Linked DNA regions of Gossypium hirsutum: region 2 is linked to region 1. Evidence: chromatin contacts called from public Hi-C data. All regions are on one chromosome and are shown on one strand. Each heading gives the region's core, a stretch centred on a gene start, on an enhancer-like site or on the middle of the called end of the contact. The rest is flanking DNA. Distances are from core to core; before and after follow the strand shown.

Region 1 (2,946 bases), core at 234-2,733:
TGAATAATATTTATAAAACAACACTAAATCTTAATTTTTAAAATCTACTAAAACTCTAAACCCTAACTTGTTTTAACAAAAACCTAAACACTAAATCCTAACTTATTTTGGCAAAACCCTAACCTTAAAAACCCTAAAAAATTTTAGGGACTAAACATGCAAATATCCCTAACATATAAAAACACGGAGCAAAGCGTGCCCCTGGGGGAGCGTTTTTTACCACGTCAGCAAAACGCGCTTACGTGGAAGTATTTTGCTGACGTGGCAAAAAACGCTCCCCAGGGGCGTGCTTTACTAGCAATTTTCCCCTTAAACGCGGCCACGTAGGTGCGTTTTGTAAAAAGTGGCCCTTTCCGGTAAATAATTGTGTAATTGACCCATTTTCGTAAATATGCTTGGAAATGGGCCTTTTTAAGTAATTTATGTCATAGATTATAAATAAACTACAAAGCTTTCTTCACTTTGTTTATTTTTCCTTTCAAACAATACTAAAGTAATAATAATGTGAAGTATACGGGGTACCACCATATCATAACAAATTAATAAATTACCATTAAAAAATCCAACAACATGCTAGAATAAGGGCTAAGGCTAGCATTAGAACAGTTTGCACTAATATTAAAAGAAAAACGACAAATTACTATAAAACTTCTCTTACTTTCTTTTTTTTATTTTCCTTTCGAAATTTTTTTTTTAATAAAAAACCTTTTAACTTCTTTTGCATTTTTAAATTTTTTTTATAAATCTTTACTTTTTCTTTTTTATATTTTGAAGAATTATTTATAATTTTTTAATTATTTTTTTATAATTTTTAAATTATTTATTGATATGGAACATAAAAAAATATGCCACATCACTAATGAAAAGTGGACAGTCAAGTTATTCCCAATAAAAAAAGAGGTAAAATTAAATATGTAAAAATTTATGGCTAAATTTACTATTATGCCTTAAATATAAAACATCAAAGTAAGCATTTAATTAGAGAGGCTATTTCATTCAATCATCTAACATAAAGAGACGAGTTTATTTATTTTTTAATAAAATGGTTAAATATAAAATTAGTACTCGAATTTGTTCACTTCTCCAGCATTAGTACTTATGGTTTTTTTTTCCAAATTGGTACTCGAATTTTTTTCGTCAGCTAAATTGATACCTAAGTCTAACGCCATTAACTTTTTACTTACGTGGCAACACTAGCCAATCGCGCAATGCCACGTGACGTCCTCTTATACCTCTTTTTCTTTTTGTTTTATTTTTTTTATTTTCCCCCTTTTTCTTTCCATTTTCTTTTCTTTTCTTATTTTTCTTTTTCTTCATCATTTCTACTTCCTTTCCTCTATCAAAAACTCATGATTTCACATTCCCTTCTTTCTTTTGTCAAAAACTCTTACCCCAAAAATTTTCACTCATTTTCTCACCATCTAATCACCACAAAAATCACATATCTTAATCCCCTTTCATTTTCCTCCCCATTTTTCAGCCACCATCAACCAAGCCCTACAACTTCCCCTCCCCTGTTCAAACTAACCCATAAAAACTCATGGCTTGAACCAACTGAGCTAAACTACACTTTCACCTATCTTAGATAACCTTGTGATGGGAACCCAATTGGATCGAGGTTGTTTCATGGTGGAGTGTCATTTCATGGGGCGTCATCAAGGGTGTCGTTGGTAGCGTTGAAATCAGTAGTGAGATTGGTAAAGATGCGAGTTTTGGAACATTTAAAATAGGGAGAGGCGAGTGAGGGATTTAAAAAAAGGTTGTTGGAGTGGTGTTTCTATTGCTTGGAAAAAGAAGGGGGTCTTCTTACATGAGAAACGTAAGGTTGCTCACTGTCAATGTCACTAACCGAATGCTTGGACATCTCTAGCGTTTTGATCCAACCGCCTCAGATGAAACTATCGGTAATGGCCCTTCCACTTCGTCTACTTGTTGTATGTCCACCATGTTTATTTTTCTTTACCTCTTAATTATGTTTTATTTGTAAATATTGTGTGGAAGGAAAAGTAGTGATAATAAAAATGAGAAGAAAGAGGGGTAATGTAAGATACAATTTCATGAAGCAAACAATAATATCAAAATAAATAGTACCTAATTTGTTTAAAAATCATTGTGCAAATCATAGTATCCTTCTTCACCATAAATAGCCACAATAACATACAAACAAATTACAAAATGAATTCTTCGATAAAAAGCTTTAAATCCTTAGAAACTTATAAAGTAAAAAAAATCCAATGGAGTTGTCTACATCTACCATTTTTTTTGTTCTTTCTAGTATTTTCCCAGGAAATAAAAAAAATCTAACTACCCAAAAATTGAAAAAAATAGAAAAAAAATAGAATGCAAAAATCAAAAAAAAAAAGATGAACCCAAGACTTGAAATATAAAAGATAAACCTAGAATCTAGAAGCTAAAAAGAAACCAAAGTTTAAAAAAAAAAACTATTTTTTTTGTTCTTTCTCATATTTTCTCGAGAAACAAACAAAAAAAATCCAACTATCGAGAAACTTTATTAATAGTCAAGTTTCAATTACGAGTTCTTCATTTCGAGTCTATTGGGTAATCTGAATCTTTGTAGCCTGAATTTGAACATGTTTCCTCTATGTCTAGAAACTTTATTTTCTCAGTATCTTCTACCTCGAATAAAGAAGCAGCAGCAACAATAGTAGAATGTAAAAGAGAGGAATTGAAATCAGCCATTGAAAAGCAAACGTGTTAGTAGAAAAAAGAATAGAAAAGGATAGTGGGAAAAAGAAAGATCACGGGGTAAAAGAAAAGAAATTGGGGTGGAAGAAAGGTCACTGAGAAAACTAAAGAAAAAAAAAAGAAATAGTTTTAAAAATATTTTTTTAGATTATGACATCAATGAACTTAGATTTAGGTACCAATTTAGTTGACGGAACAAAATTTAGGATACTAATCTAAAAAAATCATAAATACTAATTT
Region 2 (2,946 bases), core at 275-2,774, 170 kb after region 1:
AATGCCAAAGAAAACGAAAGGGACATAATGGAGTATGTAGCCTCCAATGTTGCACACTACAAGAAAGTGAGGGTTCTGCAATTTGTGGACACCATTCCCAAATCCCCATCTGGCAAAATCATGCGAAGGCTTTTGAAAGATAAGATGATGGAAAATATGCCCAAACCCCCTTCCTATTCCTAATTCCAACATTTCCTTCAATAAAATCCCTTTCTTTTGAATTACTCAAAGTAATCCATCTCATTGTTATGATCTTATGTTTAAAATGAAAAATGAAAATGCTTGCAGTCTCCTTATATATAATAATATTAATAATAGCAATATGTTACTATCTCTGTTTCTGCAACTTGATTTGGTAGTTAAGAGGGGACAAAGTGTCAATGTCAATAATTGTATATTAGGGTTTAGAAATAAAAATAAAAATAAAAATGTCAAAATTTGTTTCGAATAATTGTTAAAAGGATCCTAAAAGATTAGAATGACAAAAGCGGGTTTTGAGGGATAGGTTGACACCCATATTTGATTGTACGTACGGTGTAAGCTCTAGGTTGACAAATTTGCTCATATAGTAATTTAAAAATTATAAAATATGATAAAGTACCAGAGTTAATAACATATATAAATGACATAATTGTAATAGAAAATCACCATGACATTATATTTTAATACTGAGTTTAAAGTGAGAAAGATCCACCATCTAAACACAAATTGTGGTCCCTTTGATAGGTGAATTATTTTAATGTTTTGATGCTAGTATGATTATCATAATCCAAAAAATTGGACTTCCTTAATTATAATATGACAGAATATAGAATAATCAAATACCTCAATCTAATAAGGTACCTTTCGAGTTAGTTGATATATTTTAAAACAAAAAATAGAAAAAGGTTTCATTAACTTAAAATAATTAATGTTAAGTAGATTTTGCAGCACAAATTCTTAACTCAGGGATTGTAGGGATGATTTATTCTTTTTAATATTTTGAATTCTGACCCCACCTTTCCAATAATCTGCATTGTTTTATTATTAATCAAAATTTTTTTATGTATTTTAATTTTTATATTTTTTTTAAATTTTAATTTAAATGGGTGTTAATTTTGTACTATGCTTAAATTCTTATTTTCTAATTTTTGTATTTTTTAAAATTTGGAATTTTATTATAAGATCAACATTAAATTTATTTATTAATACGTAGCTTTTTTATAGGTAAAATTTTAATTAACAATTAAGAGATTAAAAATACAACATCGGATAATATAAAAAATAGACCTAATATTAGTTGGGCTGGCTACTTGTAACTGACAAGAAAAAGGCAACCCTTTCATTACCGTCCAAAAAACTACTACTCTATAGTCCATACTCCATAACCTGCAAAAGTTGCAATGCAATCAGCTTTTGTACTGGCACGTGTCATTATTTTAAATAAATTCTACCTAATTTGATTTCTGCATTAAAAAAAAAGTTACTGCAGCAGTAATAATACAACAAATAAATAAATAATAATAAAAGGAAATAATTTCTTCCAAAAAAGCTAGGCTTTAATTATTTTTTGCCCCACTCAGCACCTCTTTCGTTGTTTGTCCTTCCATTTTCAGTCTGTGAAAGAGACCCTGACTCGGTCTCAGACTCAGACTCGGCTGTGGGCTGTGCTTTGCTGTGCCTTGCTGTGCCTTATCTCCTTTCTTTTTCAAGATCTTTAATCCTTCTGCTCTTTCTTTTTCTATTCTTTCTGCCCAACATTGAAGTACGCATCGGTAAGTAACTCAATCTCACCAGAAAGCATTTGCCTTGCCTTTTCTTTCTTTCTTTCTTCTTTTTTTTTTATATATGTTTTCACTTTGTTTTTACTAAACGCCGTTAATAAATAGGAAAGATAAAACAGAGATTTCATTTTGGATTAATAAAGAAAGCAATAACGAGGTACTAGAGTTTCTAAAAATGGGGAAACATCTCTTGTTTTTGCGGCTCAATTGAAACATCATTTTCTTCCTATCTTCTACCTTTATTATGTGAACTTGTTTTAACTTTAGAAAGGAAAAAAAAAAGGTAAAGTGCGTTTTTTTTTATCGTTATGGTTCCTTTTCTTTTCTTGTTTTCTGGGGAAAATCAATGGAAACGACTGCGTTTGTGTTTGTTGAAAGGGTTCCTTTTTATTAATTTTTACCTTGTATTTCTGGCTGAAAGCTGAGTAGAATTTATTAAAACATTAAAAGGAAAAACGATATGACGAATGATATCTAAGAAGGGGACCAAATACTTTCTATTTTTTTTTTAGTAAAAATGAATATTTTAGTTTATATGTTTGTTCTGTTTCTGTTTCAATGCAAAACTTCATATATATTGTATGGAGAAAAAAAATTATGAGTAGAATTTCTTTTTTGTGTATTTTTTTGGTTGACATATATAGTATTTGTTGATTGATTTTAATGGTTCTCGTGGGGGTTTGAGTAAAAATGGTTGTTGGGATGGCTTTTTATACATCAGTAAATTGTTGAATTTATGGTAGATATTTTTCGGTACAAGAATTTATGGTAGATTAGGGTTTCATTGAATTTTGTTTTGTACAGTAGTTGTGGGTCTGATTCAGGGACCTACTTTGCAAGATTTCCCAGATAATCGAATGGGAATTATTGAAAGTGTTAGTGTTTTTAGACTAGGTTACTTGATTAAAAAGTGAATCCTTTTATTTATTTAATTTTTGGGTTCCTCTACTTGGACGTTATTACTGCTTCTTAGAATTATTGAAGATAGTGGGGCGTGCAGAGAGAGAGGGAGGGAGCTGCTTTGTTAAAGAGGCTAGACCGGGTAGTTTTTGTTGGATGGGTTGATAGATAAGGTAAATTCTTCTAGAGTTTTGGTGGTGGAATTTACTGCTGATGTTGAAGGTTTATGGAACACTACTATGCTTTTACTTGGGGTTGAAGATCAGCTTACATTCGTACAAGA

What was found. A called contact is a pair of places that touch in the nucleus more often than the background predicts.
Region 2: a contact with region 1 is called in a Hi-C map of leaf, with 2.8 times the contacts expected there. The contact joins the promoter of LOC107886472 here to the promoter of LOC107886431 in region 1. A contact is called at or near these places in 17 of 34 Hi-C or Micro-C datasets (anther, callus, fibers and 4 more).

The regions. Positions count from the first base shown.
Region 1 is chrA03:91,080,482-91,083,427 of Gossypium_hirsutum_v2.1, forward strand. LOC107886431 (stress-associated endoplasmic reticulum protein 2) reads left to right here and starts at 1,484. Exons shown (of 4, transcript XM_041099285.1): 1 at 1,484-1,904.
Region 2 is chrA03:91,255,062-91,258,007 of Gossypium_hirsutum_v2.1, forward strand. LOC107886472 (squamosa promoter-binding-like protein 2) reads left to right here and starts at 1,525. Exons shown (of 5, transcript XM_016810441.2): 1 at 1,525-1,754. It overlaps LOC107888070 (4-coumarate--CoA ligase-like 1), which reads left to right. Exons shown (of 7, transcript XM_016812237.2): 7 at 1-331. The coding sequence ends at 183.